Regions from separate parts of the Capra hircus genome. Here region 2 is linked to region 1. A link is a contact called in public Hi-C data. All regions are on one chromosome and are shown on one strand. The core of a region is the stretch at or near the end of the contact, and the rest is flanking DNA. Distances in the headings are between cores, read along the strand shown.

Region 1 (7,670 bases), core at 2,807-5,306:
ACGCAATTAGCCAAGGCTGTGGCTTTCCCAGTGGTCGTGTATGCATGTGAGAGCTGGACTATAAAGAAAGCTGAGCGCTGAAGAATCGATGCTTTTGAACTGTGATGCTGGAGAAGACTCTTGAGAGTCCCTTGGACTGCAAGGAGATCCACCCAGTCCATCCTAAAGGAAATCAATCCTGAATGTTCATTGGAAAGACTGATGTTGAAACTGAAACTCCAATCCTTTGGCCACCTGATGCGAAAAACTGACTCATTTGAAAAGACCCTGATGCTGGGAAAGATTGAACGCGGGAGGAGAAGGGGATGACAGAGGATGAGATGGTTGGATGGCATCACTGACTCAATGGACATGAGTTTGAGCAAACTCCAGGAGTTGGTGATGGACAGGGAAGGCCTGGCATGGTGCAGTCCATGGGGTCACAAAGAGTCAGACACGACTGAGCGACTGAACTGAACTGAATGCAATGACTGATGCTGAATTGAAGCTCCAATACTTGGGCCACCTGATGTGAAGAGCCGACTTATTGGGAAAGACCCTGATGCTGGGAAAGACCCCTATGCTGGGAAAGATGAAAGGCAAAAGGAGAAGGGGGCGGCAGAGGATGAGACGGTTAGAGAGCATCACCAACTCAATGGACGTGAATCTGAACAAACTCTGGGAGAGAGTAAAGGACAGGGGAGCCTGGCACACGTGGGGCTTGGACACGACTTAGCAACTGTTGAACAGCAACAACAATGCAATGACATTTTTTTTCAGATAAAAATATTTATTTAATTTATTCAAATGGAAGGATCATTGCTTTACAGTATTGTGTTGGTTTTGGCCATACAGAACATGAATTAGCTACAGGTGTACATACATCACCTCCCTCTTGAACCAGCCTCCCGCCTCCCAGTCCATCCCCCACCTCTAGGTTATCCCAGAGCCCCACTGTGAGCTCCCTGCATCATACAGCAAACGCCTGCTGGCTACTCTACACATGGGACTGTATATGTTTCCATGCTGCTCCAAAAGGGAGATGCAGAGACAGACACTCAGAAGAGAAGGCCAGGTGAAGACGGAGGCAGAGCCTGGAGAGACACGGGCCGTCACCAAGGAGCGTCTGGAATCCCCAGTCGCTGGAAGAGGCAGGGAAGACAGTGCCCTTAGAGCTTTCAAAACAACACGGTCCTGCGAGAGCCTGATTTCTGGCCTTCAGAATGGTGAGAAAGCACATTGTTGGTGTCATAAGCTTTCATGTCAGCAGCCCTTGGAAATGGATACACAGGACAACCTGGAAAAGAGCAACAAAGGATGACACTCTGCCTGCGGTCCCTTCATAACAGGAGTTTTCCTCCACTAAAAGCCAGGTTGCCTAGAATCAGCCTCCCAATCTCCAGCTAAAATGTTTCACTGGGGCTGCTGAACTCTGCTGCCTGAAGCAAAGCCAGGGAGTGGCTGGCTCGGATTCGCACTGCCTTCCTGCTTCCTACCGTGTGGGTCTCCCCTGCCCCTGGTAACTGGGGTCCCTCTACACTTCCTCTTGGCCAGAAGTCCTGGTTCCCCTTCGTCCAGCTCCAGGGTCTGGTCCAGGGGGTGCTCAGTCGTGTCTGACTCTTGGCAACCCCCTGGACTGTAGCCCACAAGGCTCCTCTGTCCATGGGATTCTCCGGGCAAGAACACTGGAGTGGGTTGCCATTTCCTCCTCCATGGGAATAGTCCCGACCCGGGGATGGAACCTGGGTCTCCTGAGTCTTCTGCTTTGCAGGCAGATTCTTTACCACTGAGCCATCTGTAAGCCCAGCTCCAGAACGTCCCACCAAAATCTCCATTCCTGCTCTCTCTTTGGTAGTCAAAGGGACACATCTGTTGGCACCAGAAAGGTGCCTGCTTTCCGACGACACGGGACATCTGAGTTTAACATTCCCACCCCTAACAAGCCCACAAGTACCTGGTCCAGAATAGGAGTTCTAGAGATGCAGGTTTGATCCCTGGGTCAGGAAGATCTGCTGGAGGAGGGCATGGCAACCCACTCCAGTATTCTTGCCTGGAGAATTCCATGGACAGAGGAGCCTGGCGGGCTACAGTCCATGGGGTTGCAAAGAGTCAGGCACAACTGAAGTGACTCAGCACGCACACAGAGACCCACTGAATGAAGGGTGGCCCTGCCTCTTGGACTTCGGCACCCTGTGGGCATCAACATCAAGAGGTGCAGACAGCCAGGACTACGTGGCAGAGATGTTTTTAAGCAAGCAGATCCTGCAGTGCCTTTTAAATCACTCTTATCTGTGTAGGGCTTCCCTGGTGGTTCAGATGGTGAAGAATCCGCCCACAATGCAGGAGACCTGGGTTTGATCCCTGGGTTGGGAAGATCCCCTGGAGGAGGGCATGGCAACCTACTCCAGTGTTCTTACCTGGAGAATCCCATGGACTGAGGAGCCTGGCGGGCTACGGTCCATGGGGTCGCAAAGAGTTGGACATGGCTGACTAACACTTTTGATATCTGTGCAGGAGCCTCTGGGTTCCCCAGAACTGATCCTTCTGCCAGGCTTGATCAGCCTGATGGAAAACGCTAGGTACCTGACCAGGTGGGCAGCCCTGGAGGGCCTCTTTCTCCTTCACATTTGCTTTCTCCCGTCCCCCGTTTCTTCTCTCTCCCAGCTTTTATAAAGGGGTGTGGGCCCTTGCCCAGTCAGTGTTAGTGATATCATCGCAGAATCTGACCTTTGCAAAGCCCTTGGCCACGTTTTTTGCAAGTCCATAACATATCACTAGGTGGCAGTGTTTCCACAGCTTGCTGTCCCTTACACAGCCAGGCTCCTCTGTCCCTGGGATTCCCTAGGCAAGAAGACTGAAGTGGGTTGCCATTCGCTTCTCCAAGGGATCCTCTTGACCCAGGGATTGAACCTGGGTCTCCCGTACTGCAGGCAGATTCTTTACCGTTTGAAACACCAGGGAAGCCCCCTTCACCTTGAAACTTGCTAGAAACGCTCCCACAGACACAGGAGATTGTTTCCAGGTATTTAAGGAGGGAGAGAGTCCCCTCACAATTAGCTACTCTAAAACCAGATGATTCCTTTGACCTATGTTTTCCAATATTATCCCAGAGAAGTACAATTTGCAACTTGTGTTTTGGCCAGTTTACTTGACATTCTTGCTTTAAATCAGGTGCTTTGTGTCCATATTATTAGGCAATTAAAACAACAGAATGTTTTTTTAAGGTCAGTTTTACCTTTATAGAAAAGCTGATCAGAAAGAAAGGACAGAGAGTTCTCTCTTATCACTTAAAATCACCCCCACACAGCCCAGTCCCCCTATTGCTAACATCTTGCGCTGGTGAGGTACATTTGTTGCTACTGACAAGTCAATATTGACACATTATTATTAACTAAAATTTAATATGGCATGTAACAAAAATTTAACATGGCATGACAATTTCAACAGGAAAAGCAGACAGGACTTGGTGATTGGTCATCTGGAGTGGGGGATGGGTTAGGGATGTGAGTGTGTGTGTGTGTGTGTGTGTGTGTAACGCAGAGCAGGCAGCCTGTGGGTTCCTCCCTGGGTCCTCCCTGTGACTTCCTCCCTGGTCACCAGGAAGACTGCATGCAGGATGCAAATTAGAGCAGAGTGTGATGATCACATTCAAAGAGAAAGGGGAGGACTTAAGTTTTGGCCTTTTGAATTTGAAGTGTTTTGAAGACTAGCCTGTTTCTGACCCCCAGTGATGAGCTGGGAGGACGGGTGAGGGTGAAGGGAGCAAAACTCAGTAGTAAAGCCCAGTAAGCCCCATGATCAAAAGTCACAGGTCCTGGGTCACAGAGGCAGAGAGACAGTCCAGGTGGAAGGAGTCTTGTCCATTGTGTTGATTTGCCCTGCTGGTTCAAGACAACTCCCGGCGCTGAGTGAAAAATGTTAGAACTTTTGTTCTGTTGGTTTCTACTTGAAAGAAAGAGAAGAAGGAAGGAAGAAGAGAGAGGGAGGAAAGAGCAAGAAGAAAGGAGAGAAAAAGAAGTGTGCTCTGTCCATCTGCCATGTGGGCTGACTGAGGCGCACGTTCTCACTGCAGGAGCCAGACTGGCAGGTGTCGCGGGGCGCACCAGGCACCTGGATGGGACCTCCAGGTGGTGTGCATTGATGCCACTTCTCAGACCTTCCTTGTTTCAGAATTTTGCTTTTATTGCAGATTCCAAATTCCCATGAAGAGAATGTGCAGATTATATTATCTAGCTTTTAACTAAATGAATCCTCATGAAAATGGACAAAGACGTCCACTGAACAAGGGCGTGAAGGGGTTGCTAAGGCAGCACGCAGAGGTGGACAAGAAGGGGGAGGGCTGGCACTTCTCTACTCCAGGGATGAGCCACCGCCAGCCAACTTACAAAGTCTGAACCTTGGCAGGAGTTTTAAATAAATAAATGAATAGATTTAACCTGTACATTCAAGGTCAAGGTGACACTTCACTGTGAATGAGAAAGTAACCACTGCCAGAAACATGCGCTAGGATGAGAATGTTCTGAAAACAGAAGTTGGGAAAGGTTCCTATCATTAAGTGATTTTATTGCCGACAAATGACGTGTGAATCTATAAAAGCTCTCATATCTCACATTTTAAAACTTGGAAACACCACTTTCTAATATGTTAAAAAGCTCTTGAGGGATTCTCTGGGTTTTAAACACCATTTGTGAAACATAAAAACAGAAAGAGTTTCCTACTAAATTTGCAAGAACCATTCTCTGATAGCAAAGAGCATGGAAATATACTAACTGCACCTCAACAACAATAGTAATAAACTTTTGCGTACTTGGGAGATGGGGTTGAAAACAGTATTCTGAGTTAACAAGCAGAGCACGCAATACCAACTATGGTTTTCCAAAAGGATGAAGCATGTTCCATCCACTGAAATGAAGCAGGGCCCTGCAGTCCTTGACCCCCACACCATGTCTCCTGCCTGCCTTTTGTCTGTGCAAAGCTTTAGTCACAGAGCAAGTTTGATCAGAGGAGTGAGAAATGCGGGAACAAAGGAAACAGTCAAAGGAAACTAAATGATAATAATGTAGTCATTAAGCACAGTCAGGACCTTCAGTTCCTTCTCAAGGGCTGTAGATAACACTCTGCGCCACATTCTGGGAGCTGTCTTAGAGACACCAAAACACCAGGTGGAGGAGCTCACTGCATGACGTCCAGACGGTGCCCAGGACACGAGCTACCGCAATCGGAGAACTGATCGCATTGTAAAGAAACGGGGACAAGTGCGCCCTGGAACTGAAGACTCACTGCCCCTGAAACGAGCTGATGCTGGTGAGACCACTGATGACCAATGAAAGATGACTGCCAGAGACGACTGCGCTGTTTCTGCGCGTAGCCCCCTGCCCCCTCTGTCTATATGAGCTCCCGCTTCCTGCTTGTCAGGATGGGGGTGTGGGCCTTTGGACAGACATCCCCCTGCCTCAGTTGCCAGCATCTGAAGTAAAGCAAACCTTCCTTTCCACCAGCCTGGCCTGTTTATGGGCTTTTGAGCAGCAAGCAGCCTGACCCACACACTCCTTTTGCTAACAGATTTTGGTGCCCATCTCTTAGACTTTATTAAAAGTAACTGAGGATAATAGAAGATTTTTGAAAAAGCAAAATCATTTTGATTGTTGGTAAAGGCTTCGCCTTCATTTATCTTCCAAGCTAGAGGAGATGAAGATGAAAAAATGCAATAGACATTTAAACCTGTGTTTATTACTTCTTTTTACATACTTTTAAAATTTCTATTTCTGTGCATATTTTATGATATGCATAACACGTATCATGGGTTACAAATAAATGTTTTAAATGTGTATAACATACAGCTTTGTGCTGTTTAGCTGCTATATCAAGTCTGACTCTTGTGGCCCCGGGGGCTGCAGCCCGCCAGGCTCCTCTGTGCATGGGATTCTCCAGGCAAGAAGACTGGAGTGGGTTGCCATGCCCTCCTCCAGGGGGTCTTCCCGACCCAGGGGATCGAATCTGCATCTCCTGCGTCTCCTCTGCCGGCAGGTGGGTTTTTTACCGCCAGCGCCACCTGGGAAGTCCATACACAGCCCCGTAATACACTATTATGCACACTATCTGCATGTGTTTCTGTATGCATAGACGAAGAAGGAGCATACATTCATATACAGTATTTCATATAGTATATACTGGATATTGATTATGATAATTTTATATTACATGTTACATTATATATTAGATACAAATACTACATTTCTTTGTATTAACACATATTATAATTGTCCATATGTATTTACATACTGTAATTTACATTACACTACATCTGTGTGTATATGCAATCCTCCGACATTTTCCCAGTCCATTCACTCTCCCACCTAGAAGAATTCTCCACCTTTTCTTAACATGCCTTAAACTCTCCATGCTTCATCCTCATCCTCACTCTCAGCTGATGGCATTGCTTCCTATTTCACAGAGGAGATTGAAGCATCCACAGAGAACCCTCACCATCCCCGTCATCCTCACTGTATCACGTCACCAGCCACCAGCCGCCAGGCATCTGTGCTGAGCTTGCTGCCTTCTTTCCGCAACAATGAACAGAAGTGAGTCTTCCATCCAGGGCCTGCCTCTACTTTCCTGTTCCAGGTGCCCTCGCCTCTTATCTGCACAGAGAAAGCTTCAGAAACCCTCCCACCCCATGCGACCCAGTCAGCGTACAAACCTGTTTGTACTGCCATGTGTAAGCGTGCAACCACAACCTCTTCCCCTCCTCCCACTCCTTCCAGCTCCTGTCCCATTTCTCTGTGCCCCTCAACAGCACAGCCTCTTGAGTCACTTAAAGTCATTGCCTCCAACTCTCCTTCTCCCAATAGGGCATCTGTGTGTGCATGCTTGGTCGCTTCAGTCATGTCCAGCTGTTTGTGACCCATGGATTGTAGCCCGCCAGGCTCCTCCGTCCATGGGATTCTCCAGGCATGAATACTGGAGTGTGTTGCCATTTCCTTCTCCAGAGGATCTTCTAGACCCAGGGATCGAACCCTCTTCTCCTGCACCTCCTGCCTTGCAGGCGGATTCTTTACTGACTGAGCAACTGGGGAAGCCCATTTACTTCCCACTCTTTAGGGCATTTACTTCCCACTATTTTGCCAAAGTTTCTCTTGCTGAGATCAGTAATGACTTCCAAACTGTGAAATCCAAAGCTCACTTCCCAGGGGTTCTCAAGGTCAGCCAGCAAGCCAGCTTTGGACACGGAGGACCTTTCTCTGCTTGAAGCCCTCTCTGGCTTGGTTGCCAGGACACCCCATCTGTGGGCAGTTCCTGGATCTCTGACCAGCCTCCCTGGGCACCTGCTGACTGATGACTGAGCTCTCACTTCTCGCCTCACTCTGAGGCAGTCTCCCTGGACAGCCTCATCCTTTTACCTTCCACCTAGAGTTGCATTCCCTAGTGCAGGACCCAGGCCTTTCCCCCTGAACTCCAGACTCACTACCCAACTGCCTCCTTGACAACCTTCCCTTTCAGGCCTAAGTGGTCTCTCAAGGCTAAGTTGCCCCATTGTGAGCTCCTGATAAATGTTTCCCTCCCTAAGGTTGGCTAGTTCCCTGTTGGCTCAGATGGTAAAGAATCTGCCTGCAATGCAGGAGATCTGGGTTCAATCCCTGTGTTGGGAAGATCCCCTGAAGAAGGAAATGGCAACCTACTCCAGTATTCTT
Region 2 (7,670 bases), core at 1,941-4,440, 150 kb after region 1:
CCCTGGAGAAGGAAATGGCAACCCTCTCTAGTACTCTTGCCTAGGAAATCCCAAGGATAGAGGACACTGGAGGATTACACTCCATGGGATCACAAAGTGACACAACTTAACAACTAAACAACAACAGCAACATTCTTAAACACAGAACTTTACAGCAAGGCAAAGCAGCTTCCCAAATTAGAGTATGTGCATTCTGATTAAGCTTTCCTAGAGGAACTTGATATGTCCATGACAATTTGTTAACTTTAAAAATCAGCTTGAGTTGTATTTCCTAAAGTTTAATACGTGACTAATTTTTCACCTGTTCAGAACCAACCAATTGCTTCTTCAAGAATATAAGTATCTGCAAGTAACCAGTGGTATACAGAATTCATTTTAGCAGGTTTCTAATTCATGTATGGATGTGAGAGTTGGACTGTAAAGAAAAGTGAGCGCCAAAGAATTGATGCTTTTGAACTGTGGTGTTGGAGAAGACTCTTAAGAGTCCCCTGGACTGCAAGGAGATCCAACCAGTCCATTCTGAAGGAGATTAGCCCTGGTTGTTCTTTGGAAGGAATGATGCTAAAGCTGAAACTCCAATACTTTGGCCACTTCATGCGAAGAGTTGACTCACTGGATAAGACCCTGATGCTGGGAGGGATTGAGGGCAGGAGGAGAAGGGGACGACAGAGGATGAGATGGCTGGATGGCATCACCAACTCGATGGACATGAGTTTGAGTGAACTCCGGGAGTTGGTGATGGACAGGGAGGCCTGGTGTGCTGCGATTCATGGGGTCGCAAAGAGCCGGACATTACTGAGCAACTGAACTGAACTGAATGTCAATCCACACTCTCATCAGGCCTCAGGCAGGAGTGACATACTGGACCAGGAAAATACTTCCACAATTATGCATCTGAAAATAATGAGCTATTAGAAAAAGAAACAAAGTATCAACAACAAAAACAAAACCCAGTATGTTTCTGCAAGGTCTTCTGAAATATTTTTCCTGCAAATTATACAAAATGTGCATCATTCTTCTTCTTATAAAAACATTTAAGCAGCACAAGACTTCCTTGGTGGTCCAGTGGCTAAGACTCTGCACTCTCTATGCCTGGGTTCAATCCCTGGTCAGGGTATTAGACCCCACAAGCTGCAACTAAGAGTTTGCATGCAGTCAAATAAACAAATAAAAATAAATACTACAAAACAAAGAAAAAAATACTTGGTGAACTTGAGCAGCCCATTTGTCACTAAGAAAATTTTAAGCATCGTGAGTATTAGAGAAATAACTTTTAAAAGCTATAGAAGATCCTCAACAACCATTATAAGTAGTGGCTTTTGTCATATCTGAATGTTTGTGCCTTACAAAAATCTAACGTTTTATGCAGTTTTATTATAGGATAAGTTGCCAAATAACCTCTTAACTGTGTTAACTTGAAGGTGTGCTTCAACTAATGAGGCAAAATTAGTCCCAGCTTCAGTTTTTTGTCTTTCTGGCAGCTCTTTGGTGGCAGAGGTACTAACAAGTAGGTGCGTACTTGCAGTCTGTAGCAGAAAGCCCACATGCGTACATGCGGCTAAGTCGCTTCAGTTGTGTTCAACTCTTTGTCACCCCATGGACTGTAGCCCACCAGGCTCCTCTGTCCATGGGGATTCTCCAGGCAAGAATACTGGAGTGGGTTGCCATGCCTCCTCCAGGGGATCTTCCTAACCCAGAGATCTAACCAGTGTCTCTTATGTCTCCTGCATTGGCAGGCAGGTTCTTTAGCACTGGGGCCATTTGGGAAACCCAGCAGAATACATACAGTCCTGCCAAATCCAGGAGACAGAGAGGAAGCAGAAATCTCTCAATCATGTCCCACTCTTTGCGACTCCACGGACTGTACAGTCCATGGAATTCTCCAGGCCAAAATACTGGAGTGGGTAGCCATTCCCTTCTCCAAGGGATCTTCCCAACCCAGGAATCGAACCCAGGTACCTGGCATTTCAGGCAGATTCTTTACCAGCTGAGCCACCAGGGAAACCCAAGAATACTGGAGTGGGTAGCCCATCCCTTCTCCAGGGGATCCTCCTGACCCAGGAATCGAACTGGGATCTTCTGCATTGCAGGTGGATTCTTTACCAGCTGAGCCATCAGGGACAGACAGGAAAGGGGTCTTAGAAGCCACCCCAAGATGTGGTGTATTTTCATTTGGCATCTGACTGCCCATCTACTGTTTCCCTAACCCTAACTGGGGTTAGACCCTGAGTGGCTTCTAGACCCTGAGTGGCTTCAGCTTCAAGTCAGTTACTTCAAGTTCTCTCTGCTGAATTTCATAAATGATTTGCCTTTCAGTTTTGTTGAGACCTGATTCCAGATTCTTGGTGGATTTAACCCTCATACTGTTTGTGGCCTCACCAAACTAGATGTCATATGTTCCCCGAAGTTATGCAATATCTCTCACTGAGTCTAGTATCATAACCTATTGAGAAGTTTTCCTTTACATGGATGTTTTTTCCTTGTTTTTTTTTTTTTTTTTAAACCCCTGTAGGCTTATTAGGAAAACTATGGGAAGAATTTCCCCTTCCAAAGTGTTGAACCAGGATAATGTGCTCCTAACCCTGGGCTCCATGAACCCCCAGATGATGTCAACAGGATCTCCTTGGGGTCCTGGGGTATGGAGCAAGGGCAGGGATAGCCCCTGCAGAGAAAGGACTAGACCCTCCCACGGCACAGCCGGGCAAGGGTAGGGGTGTGGTAGGTGGTAGGCAGAGCCCCAGGTTTCCTGCACTCACCTGAAGAGCCCCCAGCACTGACCTCCACTGATGTGCCAGCCAACCTCTGAAGGCAACGTCCTGAGTAAGTTTCCTTTTACCCTGTTCTTGGGGTGTCTGGGTTTTTTTCCATTCATTTCAGTCGTTCGGTCGTGTCTGACTCTTTGCGACCTCGTGGACTGCAGCAAGCCAGGTTTCCCTGTCCATCACCAACTCCCAGAGTTTACTCAGACTCATGTGCACTGAGTTGGTGATGCCATCCAAAAATGTGCCCCAGTCCAGAGTTTCACTTTTTTTTTTCTTCTTCTTAATTTCCACACAGGACCCTTAGACCTGTCCCTCCTCCCGTGTTCCTTATCTCCACGGCCCAGAGCACAGCCGGCCTCTCTGCCCAGAGAGCTGGGAGGTGGCATGGGGAACTCAGCAAGATGCCCTGGGCTTGGGAGGCTGACACTCCCGACTCCTGGAGCTGCCCTCCAGCCAAGGCCAGCAGCGCCCCCTGCTGCTCTTATTGAGCTGTACACACTCCGGGAGTAGGGAGCAGAGAGACCACAGCCAGTGGGGACAGGAAATGATGAGGTCTGACAAGGAGGATAGGAGGGAAGGCAGAAAAAGAACCGGGCAGGCAGGGGGCCCAGGGAGAGGCCACCCCTGCTCTGATGAGACATCTGCTGCATTGTCCCCAGTCATGAAGAGAGTTCCTAGAGCTTAGCAGAAGTTGGCTTAAATCTCAGCATTCAGAAAACTAAGATCATGGCATCCGGTCCCGTCACTTCATGGCAAATAGATGGGGAAACAGTGGAAACAGTGTCAGACTATTTTGGGGGGCTCCAAAATCACTGCAGATGGTGATTTCAGCCATGAAATTAAAAGACACTTGCTCCTTGGAAGAAAAGTTATGACCAACCTAGACAGCATATTAAAAAGCAGAGATATTACTTTGCCAACAAAGGTCCATCTATCTAGTCAAAGTTATGGTTTTTCTAGCAGTCACGTATGGATGTGAGAGTTGGACTATAAAGAAAGCTGAGTGCCAAAGAATTGATGCTTTTGAACTATGGTGTTGGAGAAGACATCTTGAGAGTCCCTTGGACTGCAGGGGACCTCATCATTTCCTGTCCCCACTGGCTGTGGTCTCTCTGCTCCCTACTCCCGGAGTGTGTACAGCTCAACAGGGGCAGCAGGGGGCGCTGCTGGCCTTGGCTGGAGGGCAGCTCCAGGAGGGGAGAGTCAGCCTCCGGAGCCCACCACATCTTGCTGAGTTCCCCGTGTCACCTCCCAGCTCTCTGGGCAGAGAGGCGGGCTGTGCTCTGGGCCGTGAAGATAAGGAACATGGGAGGAGGGACAGGTCTAAGGGTCCTGTGTGGAAATTAAGATCCAGTCCAAGATCCAACCAGTCCATCCTAAAGGGAATCAATCCTGAATATTTACTGGAAGGACTGATGCTGAAGCTGAAAACTCCAATACTTTGGCCACTTGATTCGAATAACTGACTCATTGGAAAACACCCTAATGCTGGGACATATTGAAGGTGGGAGGAGAAGGGGACAACAGAGGATGAGATGGTTGGATGGCATCACCGACTCAATGGACATTGGTTTGGGTGAACTCTGGGAGTTGGTGATGGACAGGGAAGCCTGGCGTGCTGCAGTCCATGGGGTCACAAAGAGTCGGACATGACTGAGCAACTGAACTGAACTGAACTGACAAGGAGGAGAGGAGGGGAGGTAGAGAAGGAACCCGGGCAGGCAGGGGGCCCAGCGAGAGGCCACCCCCGGTCTGATGAGACAGCTACATTGTCCCAGTCATGAAGAGAGTTCCCGGAGCTTAGCAGAAGTCCGGTGGAGACTGCGCCTCCTGGGTTTAGAAAGGATGGAATCGGTGAGAATGCAGCTATGAATTTGGGTGGAGGGGTTGTGGTTGGCAGACTGGCCAAAGCAGCCCGCAAGATTCCAAGCCCATCCCCCACCCCCGCCCCAGGGGAACAATGCCTTCCCCATGAGTCTGGGCAAGACCTGTGACATTATCAATGTCTTCCAATTGATGAATATCTACAATTAAAATTATGTGCCCATGAATTAGTATCAGTACTTGACAATATCTGTCTATGTGAAAGGGCATTTTTAAACATGGAATTGGTAAAATCTCAGTACAAATCAGCATTAACAGGTGAACATTTGCAACTGATTTTTATTGTAGGGTATATTAACTGTGAACTCCACTTAAGTGAAATTTTATCCCTCCTTCAAAAGGAGAGAGTTCCATTGGCAGACCTCTATTACAAAAAATATACTCAATAGTTTTTGAATTTTGTAAAAAGTGTGTAAATTTGTTTTTTCCTTTTGTTATATTACTGCCTCCACAATGTTCTTATTTTTGCCTATTCATTTACAGGGCCCAAAATATTTACTGTGATGGCCATCACCCCCATGATAATAATCACTTGTTATGGCAAAAGGGATTTCACAGCTAGAAATCAGTACCCAACTCAGCTGACTTTGAGTTATTCCAAAGGAAGATTCTCCTCCCAGGTGGGCCTGGCCTAATCGGGCGAGTCCTGAAAGGCGTAGAGAGCCTCAGCTGGGCTCTTCTACTGGCCAGGAAGAGGCAAGGTGTGAAAGGAGGGCCGTGTGCCAGGCAACCGGGGACAGCTTCTAGAAGCTGAGAGCAGTCCCTGACAAACAACAGCCAGCTGGAAAGGGGATGTCAGTTCTACAGCTGCGAGGAGATGACTTCTGCCAACAACTGCATGAGTTTGGAAGAGGACTCTTGAGCCTCAGGTGAGATGGCAGCCCTGGCTAACACCTTCACACCAAGGGGGTCTCACCTGGGGAGAGGCCCTGAGCAGAGGTCCCAGCAGTCACAGGCCTGGATCCTGATGCACCGAAACCGTAAGGTGATGAATGTGTTGTCTGAAACGTCCACGCTGGTAGCAATGCATTGTGCAGTGATAGAAGGCTAATACAGAGGTGTAGGGTGTAACCTCAGAGAGGAGGTGTGATGTCTCCGTTTGGCTAGATGCACAGCACCACACGGCATGTTCAAGGCTGCATCTCTGGGGCAGACCTGTGAGCTGGCAGTCCCTATGGACCTGAACTCTCCCCAGACCATCCCCTCACTGAACGCAGCAGCCGATGTTGACTTCAACACTGACTTCTTGACTCCTTTATAAAGATGAATTTGTAAATGTATTGTAATAGTTACATTAAGCACTTTTCTAAGCAATTTTGCAAAAAAAAAAAAAAACACACCATTTTCCCCAAGAATACAATATTCTCAGTACAAAGCATTGTTATAAATTGTGCCAAATAATGCTACTGTGATTTTAAGAATCAAGCTTCCCATGATTATCAGAACCAGTGGAAGGGTAAAAGCCCAAGGAAGGCCACACACAGGCTGTTGCACTATTGCCATGTTTCACTCAAGGCTCATTCAGCAGGTATTCATCCAGCACCCAGATATTCCAGGCGCTGGAGATGAGGCGACAGAGACCAAACACCGCCCACTCTCACAGAACTTGGTAAGAGGAACTAGACAATAAACGTACAAGTAAATTAACTAGATAACTTCAGATGGGAGAGATGCCAGGAAGATAAACATGATATATTTGTTCTCTGTGGCTGCTGGTAACAAATTACCACGAATGCAGTCTGGTGGCTCATTGGTAAAGAATCCACCTGCAATGTGAGGAGATGCAGGCTTGATCCCTGGTTTGGGAAGATCTCCTGGAGAAGGAAATGACAACCCACTCCAGTATTCTTGCCTGAAAAATCCCGTGGGCAGAGGAGCCTGGAGGTGTGCAGTCCAAAGGATTGCAAAGAGTAGGACATGACTGAGTAACTGAGCATGTAGTGTCTTGAAACCACACCAACTTATTATCTCACAGTTCTAGAGATCAGACTTCTAAACTCAAGGTGTTCTAGGACTACATTGTTTCTGGAAGTTCAAGGGGAGAATCCTTGCCTTCTTCAGCTTCCAGAGGCCACCAGCATTCATTGGCTCATGACCCCTTCTTTGTGTCACTCTCAGTTCAGTTCAGTCGCTCAGTCGTGTCCAACTCCTTGCGACCCCATGGACCGCAGCACGCCAGGCCTCCCTGTCCATCACCAATTCCCAGAGCTTACTCAAACTCATGTCCATCGAACTGGTGGTGCCATCCAACCATCTCATCCTCTGTCATCCCCTTCTCCTCCCACCTTCAATCTTTTCCAGCATCAGGGTCTTTTCAAATGAGTCAGTTCTTCACATCAGTTGGCCAAAGGATTGGAGTTTTAGCTTCAGCATCAGTCCTTCCAAAGAATATAAAGGACTGATTTCCTTTATGATAGACTGGTTGGATCTCCTTGCAAACAAGGGACTCTCAAGAGTCTTCTCCAACACCACAGTTCGAAAGCATCAATTCTTCAGCACTCAGCTTTCTTTATGGTTGAACTCTCACATCCATACATGACTCCTGGAAAAACCATAGCTTTAACTAGATAGACCTTTGTCAGCAAAGTAATGTCTCTGCTTTTTAACATGTTGTCTAGCTTGGTCATAACTTTTCTTCCAAGGAGCAAGCATCTTTTAATTTCATGGCTGTAGTCACTATCTGCAGTGATTTTGGAGCCCAAGGAAATAAATCTGTCACTGTTTCCATTGTTTCCCTTTCTATTTGCCATGAAGTGATGAAACCAGATGCCATGATCTTCGTTTTCTGAATGTTGAGTTTTAAGCCAACTTTTTCACTCTCCTCTTTCACTTTCATCAAGAGGCTCTTTAGTTCTTCGCTTTCTGCCATAAGGGTGGTGTCATCTACGTATCTGAGGTTATCGATATTTCTCCCGGCAATCTTGATTCCAGCTTGTGCTTATCTGGCACGGCGTTTCCCATGATGTACTCTGCATAGAAGTTAAATAAGCAGGGTGACAGTATACAGTGACAATACTATGTGTT

Evidence for each region. A called contact is a pair of places that touch in the nucleus more often than the background predicts.
Region 2: a Hi-C map of blood shows a contact between it and region 1, with 6 times the contacts expected there. The contact joins two enhancer-like sites. A contact is called at or near these places in 2 of 5 Hi-C or Micro-C datasets (both in blood).

Annotation. Positions count from the first base shown.
Region 1 is chr1:41,147,480-41,155,149 of ARS1.2, forward strand. No RefSeq gene overlaps it. Among named protein-coding and RNA genes, the nearest start is that of RCAN1, 23 kb to the right of the region's middle. Within about 2 kb of position 4,057, at least 1 of the 5 cell types and tissues checked has an H3K27ac peak or open chromatin away from gene starts, as enhancers often do.
Region 2 is chr1:41,302,316-41,309,985 of ARS1.2, forward strand. No RefSeq gene overlaps it. Among named protein-coding and RNA genes, the nearest start is that of KCNE1, 32 kb to the right of the region's middle. Within about 2 kb of position 3,191, at least 1 of the 5 cell types and tissues checked has an H3K27ac peak or open chromatin away from gene starts, as enhancers often do.